Linked DNA regions of Sus scrofa: region 2 is linked to region 1. The links are chromatin contacts, called in public Hi-C maps. All regions are on one chromosome and are shown on one strand. Each heading gives the region's core, a stretch centred on a gene start, on an enhancer-like site or on the middle of the called end of the contact. The rest is flanking DNA. Distances are from core to core; before and after follow the strand shown. Region 1 holds the start of KDM1A (lysine demethylase 1A). Region 2 holds the start of HNRNPR (heterogeneous nuclear ribonucleoprotein R).

Region 1 (4,355 bases), core at 1,087-3,586:
CAGGCTAGGGGTTGAATGGGAGGGGCAGCTGCCAGCCTACACCACAGCTCATGACAACATCAGAGCCTTAACCCACTGAGCCACAATGGGAACTCTAGGAGTTCTCTATGTTCAGATGTAAATTTTAATGACTATGCTATTCTAATATATTTAATTATATAAGGCCACTTGTTGGGCCTTTAGGAACCTGAGATAAACACATGGAAGTTAAATCTTTGTACACATAGTTAAATATTTCCCAAGAAAATTTTCCTCGAAAGTGGAATTGCTGGGTCAAAGGATACACATATTTTTAAAATCTCATTTAAATTGTAACAAATTACTAAATGTGCAAAACTGTTAGCTAGAACTACAGGGTTTAAACAAGCAAGCTTCCATCTCCTGCCTCACCCGCTTCTCACTTTGTACCACTCAGACAACCAATTCCAACTTTTCAGCGGTTTCTTCTGGTGCCTATCTTGTTATATCTAAATAGTATGCTTATACTGTTATTTATGAATTTCTGAATTTTTTTTTTTTTTTGGCTGCTCCCACAGTATATGGAAGTTCATGGGCCAGGAATGGAATCTGAGCCACAGCTGCTGCAACCTACCTCACAGCTGCAGCAAGGCCAGATCCTTAACCCACTGGGCCTTAGCAACCACCCAAGCCAATGCGGAGACCACTCTCATCCTTAAACCACTATACCACAGCAAGAACTCCCAAATTGCTCAATTTTGACACGCTCTATCTTCTTATGATGGTAGATGGGGATTTAGCTCTGATGTTGAACCCCCTCCATTCCCACATTGCCCCCTCTTCTGCAAACCCCTCTCACCCCTGTCTCCACACTCTCTTTTCTCCATTTTCTCAATATAATTCTATCCCTTTGGTTAAAACAATATTCATTCCATCTGTTATTGTAGACCCATCAGTGTAGTTCACAGCTGAGCCATATGTTGTATTGTGATTACACTTTTTGGCATAGCTTCTAGTTTTCTGAACTTGTCTCTTTTTCTGTTTGCTTAGTTTAAAAAATAATAATTCAAGGAGTTCCCACTGTGGTGCAAGGGAATCGGGGCATCTCTGCAGCACCAGGACACAGGTTGGACCCTTGACCCGGCACAGTGGGTTAAAGGATCCAGTGCTGCTGTAGCTGTGGCATAGGTTGAAACAGCTGCTGGGAACTGAGCCCTGATCCCTGGCCCAGGAACTCCATATGCCTAGGGTGGCTAAAATTAAAAAAATAATAATAATAATTCAACTTCATCGAAGTACAGTTGACATAAAATATACCTATTTTATGTGTATAGTTAAAATGAGTTTTGACTAATACACTCACACCCCAATCACGATAGGAAACATTTCAATCACTCTCAGCCTGTTCTCTCCAGCTCTTTTGAAGTCAACCTCCACCCTCATCCCAGGCAACCACTGATTGGAGTCTATCACTAGAGATTAATTTCACCAGTTCTCAAACTTCCATTGTTTGAAAATTACGCTTTGAAGACACAGACTTGTGAAAAAGCAATTACCGCTCCATGTCCCAGTGGGAATAAACTTGAACGCAGTCTGTTCCAAGTCAGTGAAGTATTCCTTGAGGAATTAAAAGAATAAACCACCACCACCATCAGCGACATTAGAAAGAATTAACCTGGAGTGGAAAGATGTCATGTTGTGGGGATGGGGAGCGTAGGAGTGGAAAAGGGTGCGAGTGAGGGAGTGTGAAGGAGGGAGAGGGTCCAGACAAAATGAAGAGCATAAACAAAGCTCTGGAAGCAAGGGCAATCCCTTCTGGACGCATATTGCGTTTCCTATTTTATTTTCCATTTTATTACCACGAAACTCAGTTGCTCTCCAAGATTCCCCCAGTTCAAGTAGGACAATTATGAATAGTAAATAAGATCTACCAGTTACATGTCAGTGTTTTCCCTCACTAAACTGTAAACTATTTGAAAGCCAGAACTTGTCAGTCAGTAAAGCTTAATAAATATTGGTTGAGTTGACAAGTAGGTGAATGAGAATGAATGAATGAATGAATGAATGAATGAGGGAGCACGCAAGTCCCTGGAGGAAATGGTCGCCCTCGGAGGTGCAATCCGGCCCAGAAACCCTAGGGTAGGGACGGTGTTGGGACCGATCCCAAAGGCTAAGGAGACGCTCTAGGAAAGCATCGCGCTGTTTGCCATGGCGCCGCTCTAGCCTGGAGGACGCCGCTCTATGGCAGCGGGGAGGGCGGGGCCGTGGGCGTCTCTGGCCTTATTGTCCCGGCGCGGCGGGAGCGCGCTCCGCGCGTGTGCGTTCACGGCGGCGGTTGGTAGCGCGCAGACTGTGTGAAGTGAGGCAAGGCGGCTTCGGACCCACGGACCGACAGACCGAGCGGCCCCTACGGCCGTCGGCGGCCAGGCGGCCCGAGATGTTGTCTGGGAAGAAAGCAGCAGCCGCCGCAGCGGCGGCGGCGGCGGCGGCAGCGGCCGGGTCGGAGGCCGGTGCCTCGGCAGCGGGCGGCGCGGAGAACGGCTCGGAGGTGACTGCGCCGCCCGCGGGCCTGTCCGGCCCCGCCGAGGCCGGGCCGGGGGCAGCTGGGGAGCGCACTCCCCGCAAGAAGGAGCCCCCGCGAGCCTCTCCCCCCGGGGGCCTGGCCGAGCCGCCGGGGTCCGCCGGGCCTCAAGCCGGGCCTACCGTCGTGCCTGGATCTGCGACCCCCATGGAAACGGGAATCGCAGAGACTCCGGAGGGGCGACGGACCAGCCGGCGCAAGCGGGCGAAGGTGAGGCGCGACCCCTCCCTTGAACCACAAATCCCAGTACCTAGCTTCCTCGAGCTTGTCCAGCCCCATAACCACTCACCCTCGCTTGCCGGGGTCTTGGGCCTTGAGCCCCACGCCCACCTCGACCTCCCCAGTCACGGATCTCCACCCACCCCCCCACTAGTCGGGTGGGTGGGGTGAGAGAGGGGAAGGTCTTTGCCAGCGGTGAATGCGTCTTTGTGCTGGGACCCGGCCGTCCAGGGAGAAAGGGGGATGGCGGGGAGAGCTGTTTTACTCGTTGCATCTCGTACACCTTTTCCTTTTCTTGGTTGGGAAAAAATGGCTCCCTGACGTGGAGTTGTGGTGGGCCTTGTTGAAGACGTATATCACTTGTTCACAGATGTATCTGGAAGCCGCTCGGCAGTATTTTTGTGTTTCAGCTGGGAGCGTGTTGGGGCTGTAGGATGATGCTAAAGAAATTGCCTTAGCCTTGAAGACAGAAAAAAAGGAAGTTTTTTGGTTTTTTTTTTCGAGCCCTTTCTGTATGCTGGAGAGTTTTCCTCTTTTTCTTTTTATCCTGTCAACGTTCTTTTGACGTAGATTTTTACAAAGGAGGAAGCTGATGAAGAGGGCAAATATCAATTAGTCAAGGTGTAGATATACAGGAAGAAAAAGATTTGTCACATGACGATATGTACAGGCGATAGCTTGCCTCACATCTCTGGGTGCCAGGTGCTGTGTTCAGAGCGTCACCAACATTGTATTTTGGCTAAACACCAATTGGCAGGTATTGCTAGCCCCACTTGAGGAATGAGTAAACTGAGGCACACAGTTTAAGCAACTTGCCCAGAGTCACAAAGCTGGGTAAGTGGTGGAACTGGAATGTAAGCCCTACACTTACAATGTGATAAGGTATCATCAGCCTCTGAAACAAAGGACCACATGGGACACCAGCAATAAGCAGAACACTGGGGCAGTACTAGGGCACAAACTTTAGACTTGGGCCTTTTCTGGCGATTTCATGGTACAGTTGGAAAAACTGGAAATGTATGTACATAGAACTTTTAAGTAAGTAAATATTTTAAGTTGTGTAATTTATGTAACACATAAATGTGTATGAGGAGCTTCTTGAGTATTGCCCAGACAGAGCCTTCAGGTTGAACTGCCCCTTTGAGAATACTCTGTGCTCAGTATGAAGGAGAGAAGTCTCTGAGGGGGCTTTTACTAAAACATGAGTTAGAAAGGCACAGAGGTTGGCAACTCCCAACTCTCAGAAATGAAGTAGAAGGCAGAAGCCCAACTGGTTTGTTTTTTGTTTTGTTTTGTTTTTGTCTTTTTTAGGGCCGAAACCACGTCATATGGAGGTTCCCGCGCTAGGGGTTAATCTGAGCCGTAGCTGCTGGCCTGCATCACAGCCACAGCAATACCAGATCTGAGCCAAGTCTGCAACCTACATCACAGCTCACGGCAATGCCAGATCCTTAACCCACTGAGCGAGGCCAGGGATCGAACCTCATGGATACTAGTTTCCACTGAGCCATGGTGGGAATTCCCCAAGTGCTTTTTGTTTGTTTTTCTTTTTATGGCCACACCTGGGGCATATAGAAATTCCAGGGCCAGGGATGAA
Region 2 (4,355 bases), core at 638-3,137, 340 kb after region 1:
CTACAAGGTGATTCTGAAACTGGTTGAAAATTTCAAAAAGTCTGTAACCTTAAAAAAAAAAAAAAAAAAAAAAAAAAAAAGTACAGCTATTAGAGTCCAGAAAATAAAACCTTTCATGTCAAGGAAAACCTCTCTCCAAGCCAAATACAATGTGCTCATTTTTAAAAAGATTTTTATGTCATTATGAGACCATTTAAAACTCTTGTTTTGTGTCAATACAATGCCACACAGCCAAACCATATTTCTGGATGCAGCAAATATACTAATGTGACTAAAGTCATTTGATCTACACTGTTTTGCAAAAAGTAGAAATTTAAATAAGGGCTGCTGGGACATTGGGGAAGTCTGACACTAGCCTCTCCCTGACTTTTTCTGAACATCTCGTGAAAACTCTTCACATTTAAGAGACTGGCTTTTAAAGAACCAACGAAATGAAAACTAACGGTTAACTCGGCTTAGGAGTGTCAAGCCCTTATCCTACGACTGACTCATGAGACATAAATTCAGCCTCCAGAGGACAGCAAAAATCTCAAACAGGTAGCGTAAAAGGACTGAACCCTTCAAGAACCCCAGGGCTTCAAGTTTTAAATTCTGGCAATACGGCTTCTACCATAGAAAAAAAAGAATCGCCTTTCCAATTTAGTGCGCCTGTGACATTCCTGGAATTATGTATCTCAGACGCCGCTCGAAGCCTAAGTTTCATGGCCTCTAATAGTCATTTTTTCCTTCAAATCTCGACTCGCAGCATGCAGAATGGGGGAGGGGAAGGAGGCTTTCTACACATACCCGCCTTTCGGCCTCTGCTTCGCACAAAAGTTTTCTCCCGGCTCAGGTCACTCGGGGTTTGCATCCCGCCCTCTGCCCACCCACCCCCACTCATGCCTGTCCCAAGCATCAACACATCCCACTCATAGCTAGGCCGACTGAGACAGGAGCTTGGAGGCTCCGACGGGGAAAGGCGATGGTGCCGTGGACGCCTCAGGCCGCTGGTCCGGCCCGGCCCAACCCGGCCGCGAGGAGCGACAGGCGGAGGCGGGAAAAGCGCGACCGACCCGGCAGGCCGCGCGAAGGGCGCCCGGTGGGCCGGACCGAGGGCTAGGGGTTGGAGGGGCGGGGGGAGGATGAGCGAGGGTGAGGAGGCGCCTCAGCGGGGCTAGGCCCTCAGCGGTGCGGCGGGAGAGGCCAAAGCCGCCCCCAGCCCATCCCCACCCCCACCCCGGGGCCTCGGAGAAAACCAAACGGGACGCGGTGCGGAGCCCCGGCCAGGCCCACTAGGGTCGGATCGGGGCTCCCGGCCCCTCCCCCCGCGGGCCGGCGCGAGACTCACCAGGACAGATCTGGGGCCGGCGGCCGGGCCCGTGAGAATCAGCGCGAGGCGCTTTGAAAACGACTAGAAATGGCGCGCGCGCCACCCCCTCCCCCCCTCATGGACCGAGACGCGATCCCGGCAGCACGCGGGGTTTCCCGGAACTGCTTCCAGGGACTCGGAGCGGCCGGGCAATCACCTCGCGCGGCAGCCTAAGGGACAGCTCAGAGGACCAATAGTAGTGAGAAGAGGCTCACTACTCCGGACGCTCGGGAGCCAATCGATGAAGCCGTAGGCTGAGCCAATGAGGGAACTCAGCGCCGCCGGCTGGGGCGCCTCCGGGGCGGGGGTAGGAACACAAAGGGGTCTATCGTGAAGCCCCGGGTGGAGGCGAGGCTGCGGGGCACCGGGCCCAGGGTGGCCGAGGCCCCGCCCTCCTCGTCTGCTGCAGACGCGAAGCCGAAAAAGTAGGCCTCGCGCCGCGTGGCCGCCTCCGGAATCCCGCCCCCTGCCGTCCGCGCCGGCCCTGGCGGGCCGCGGCCTTCCCGCCGCTTCGCCGCTGCCGCAGCGCTGGTGATTCCCCCGCGTGCCGCCGCCGCGGCCGCCGCGGGCGTTCGCCCCAGACACGCCCACCGCCACGCGGTCCGGCCTTCCTCTAGGTCGTCTTTGGGACTTTAATTAGAGCACGATCTAAGGATTTGGCTCGCCCGTTTTTTTCCGAGAATCTTTTCGTGTAGAAAATCATCCCTTGGAACGCTCAGAAAACGGCTTCCTCGGCTGCCTTCCACACATCCTTGGGAGCAGATCAGAATGTGGGAGAAATCGCTAAAGTGGGCATTACTCAGAAGCAGTTAAGTACAAATGACAGAGCAGGGACCTTTCTTCGCGGGGTTTGACGCTAATTAATATTCAGAAAGCAGGACAGACGTATACATCACGAACCCCAAAGAGCCGTGCCAGGAAAAGAGCTAATTCCCAAAGGAGACTAATTTCCGTTATTCTGAAACATTTCTCACCCTCCACACCTACTGGTTTGTTCCTCGTCCTCGCCTTAATCCAAACCTCTAATCCCACATCCCTTCCTTCCCTACCTCAACTTCCAACACCCCACCCTTCCCCTCCGCGCCGGAGTGGAGGAAGTCAAGCAGTGTTCCGCAAGACTTCCATATACACTTCGAGGACCATTAGATTTTCCAGAAGCTATCAACCAAAAATTATTTACTCAAAACCTATGTGCCCAGTACTGAGCTAAACATCACGGTGGATCCAACTTTTGTGTTGAGGGGTGTGAGACTTATACAAATGATGGGATCCTTAAAAATATCTTAAATGATGAGTACAAATTTAGAAGTGTCTTGGAAGAGCATGGTAAAGGGACTTTGAAGCTTAAACTTTATTAGCTTCAGATAAATCTCCCTCTAACTCAAGGGTTCTTAATCTGTTTTGTGCCATTCAACAGTCTGGTATAAGCTATGGACCTCTTAGGGTTTGTTTATTTTTTGTCTTTTTTGCCTTTTCTAGGGCCACTTCCCGCGGCATATGGAGCTTCCCATGCTAGGGGTCCAATCAGAGTTGTAGCCGTCGGCCTACACCACAGCCACAGCAACGCCATATCTGAGCCACGTCTGCAGCCTACACCACAGCTCATGGTAACGCCAGATCCTTAACCCACTGAGTGAGGCCAGAGATTGAACCCGCAATCTCATGGTTCCTAGTCAGGTTTGTTAACCACTGCGCCACGACGGGAATTCCTCTTTTAGGTGTTTTAATGCCTAAAATATGTAGCATTATCAAAGACACTATGTTGAAATACAATTAGGAGATATGTGATATAGTAATCTTTATCAAGATCTTGCAGCAGGTCAAACAGCTACTGAAATTTTAAAGCAATGAGAAGATATTTCAAGAAATGCCATAACTATAATGTGATATGAAAATGTCTGTGATTCCTATTAGTGACAGTGAAAGACACAGCTAATTCTGTGGTTTGTTGTCCACATCCACAATGGGGAAGAATGCTTAATTTCAGTAGAAAGTGAAAATAAAGATGTTATTTTTTTTCCTTCCAAATTGAGGGACCAACAAATTCCATTCAGAGACTCCCTTAGGTCAGTTTAACATAGGATAAGAACCCCTCAGCTGGATACTGTAATTAAAGTGATTCTTTTTTTTTTTTTTTTTTCCTTTTCTTTTTTAGGGCCAAACCTGCAGCATATGGAAGTTCCTGGGCTAGGGGTCTAATTGCAGCTGCAGCTGCCATACTACGCCACAGCCAGAGCAACACCAGATCTGAGCCACATCTGCAACCTATGGCAAGTGGGGGAAACTTACGGCAACACTGGATCCTTAACCCACTGAGCAAGGCCAGGGATCAAACCCACATCCTCACAGACACTTTGTCAGTTTCCTAACCTGCTGAGCAGAGTTCCTGTTGTGGCTCAGTGGTAACGAACCCGACTACTATCCATGAGGACTCGGGTTTGATCCCTGGCCTCACTTGGTTGGTGAAGGATCCGGTGTTGCCATGAGCTGTGGTATAGGTCAAAGACACAGCTCAGATCCACCATTGCTGTGGCTATGCCATAGGCTGGCAGCTGCAGCTTGGAATTCAACCCCTAGCCTGGGAACTTCCATATACCGCACGTGTGGTCCTAAAAATCAAAATATAAATAAATAAATATAAAATGGAAAGAAAGGGGTTTTTTCCACCTTAGTGACACAATGTTTTAAACAATAATCACTGTCATTTATTAAGCTCCTATGTGCTGTTGCTGATCCTTGCATAAAACCTTAAAGGCTAGTAATTTTTTTATCCCATTTTATTGAGAAAACAAGGCTCAGAGAGGTTAAAACATTTGCTTAAAGCCACACAGGTGAAGTAAGACTGAAACACAAGTTTGAGCTACTACACCAAGCTCATTTTCTTTTTTTCTTTTTAGAGTCACACCTGCAGCATATGGAAGTTCCCAGACTAGGTAGGGGTCAAATCGGAGTTGCAACTGCCAGCTGCAATTTGGCATCCTAGCCCCATCTTCAAACTACATACACC

What was found. A called contact is a pair of places that touch in the nucleus more often than the background predicts.
Region 2: a contact with region 1 is called in a Hi-C map of liver, with 4 times the contacts expected there. The contact joins the promoter of HNRNPR here to the promoter of KDM1A in region 1. A contact is called at or near these places in 2 of 5 promoter capture datasets (fetal skeletal muscle and liver), 1 of 47 Hi-C or Micro-C datasets (liver) and 1 of 2 datasets of contacts at active chromatin or transcription factors (alveolar macrophages).

The regions. Positions count from the first base shown.
Region 1 is chr6:80,901,160-80,905,514 of Sscrofa11.1, forward strand. It overlaps KDM1A (lysine demethylase 1A), which reads left to right and starts at 2,337. Exons shown (of 22, transcript NM_001112687.1): 1 at 2,337-2,749. The coding sequence starts at 2,396.
Region 2 is chr6:81,237,936-81,242,290 of Sscrofa11.1, forward strand. It overlaps HNRNPR (heterogeneous nuclear ribonucleoprotein R), which reads right to left and starts at 1,888. Exons shown (of 11, transcript XM_021095513.1): 1 at 1,328-1,888.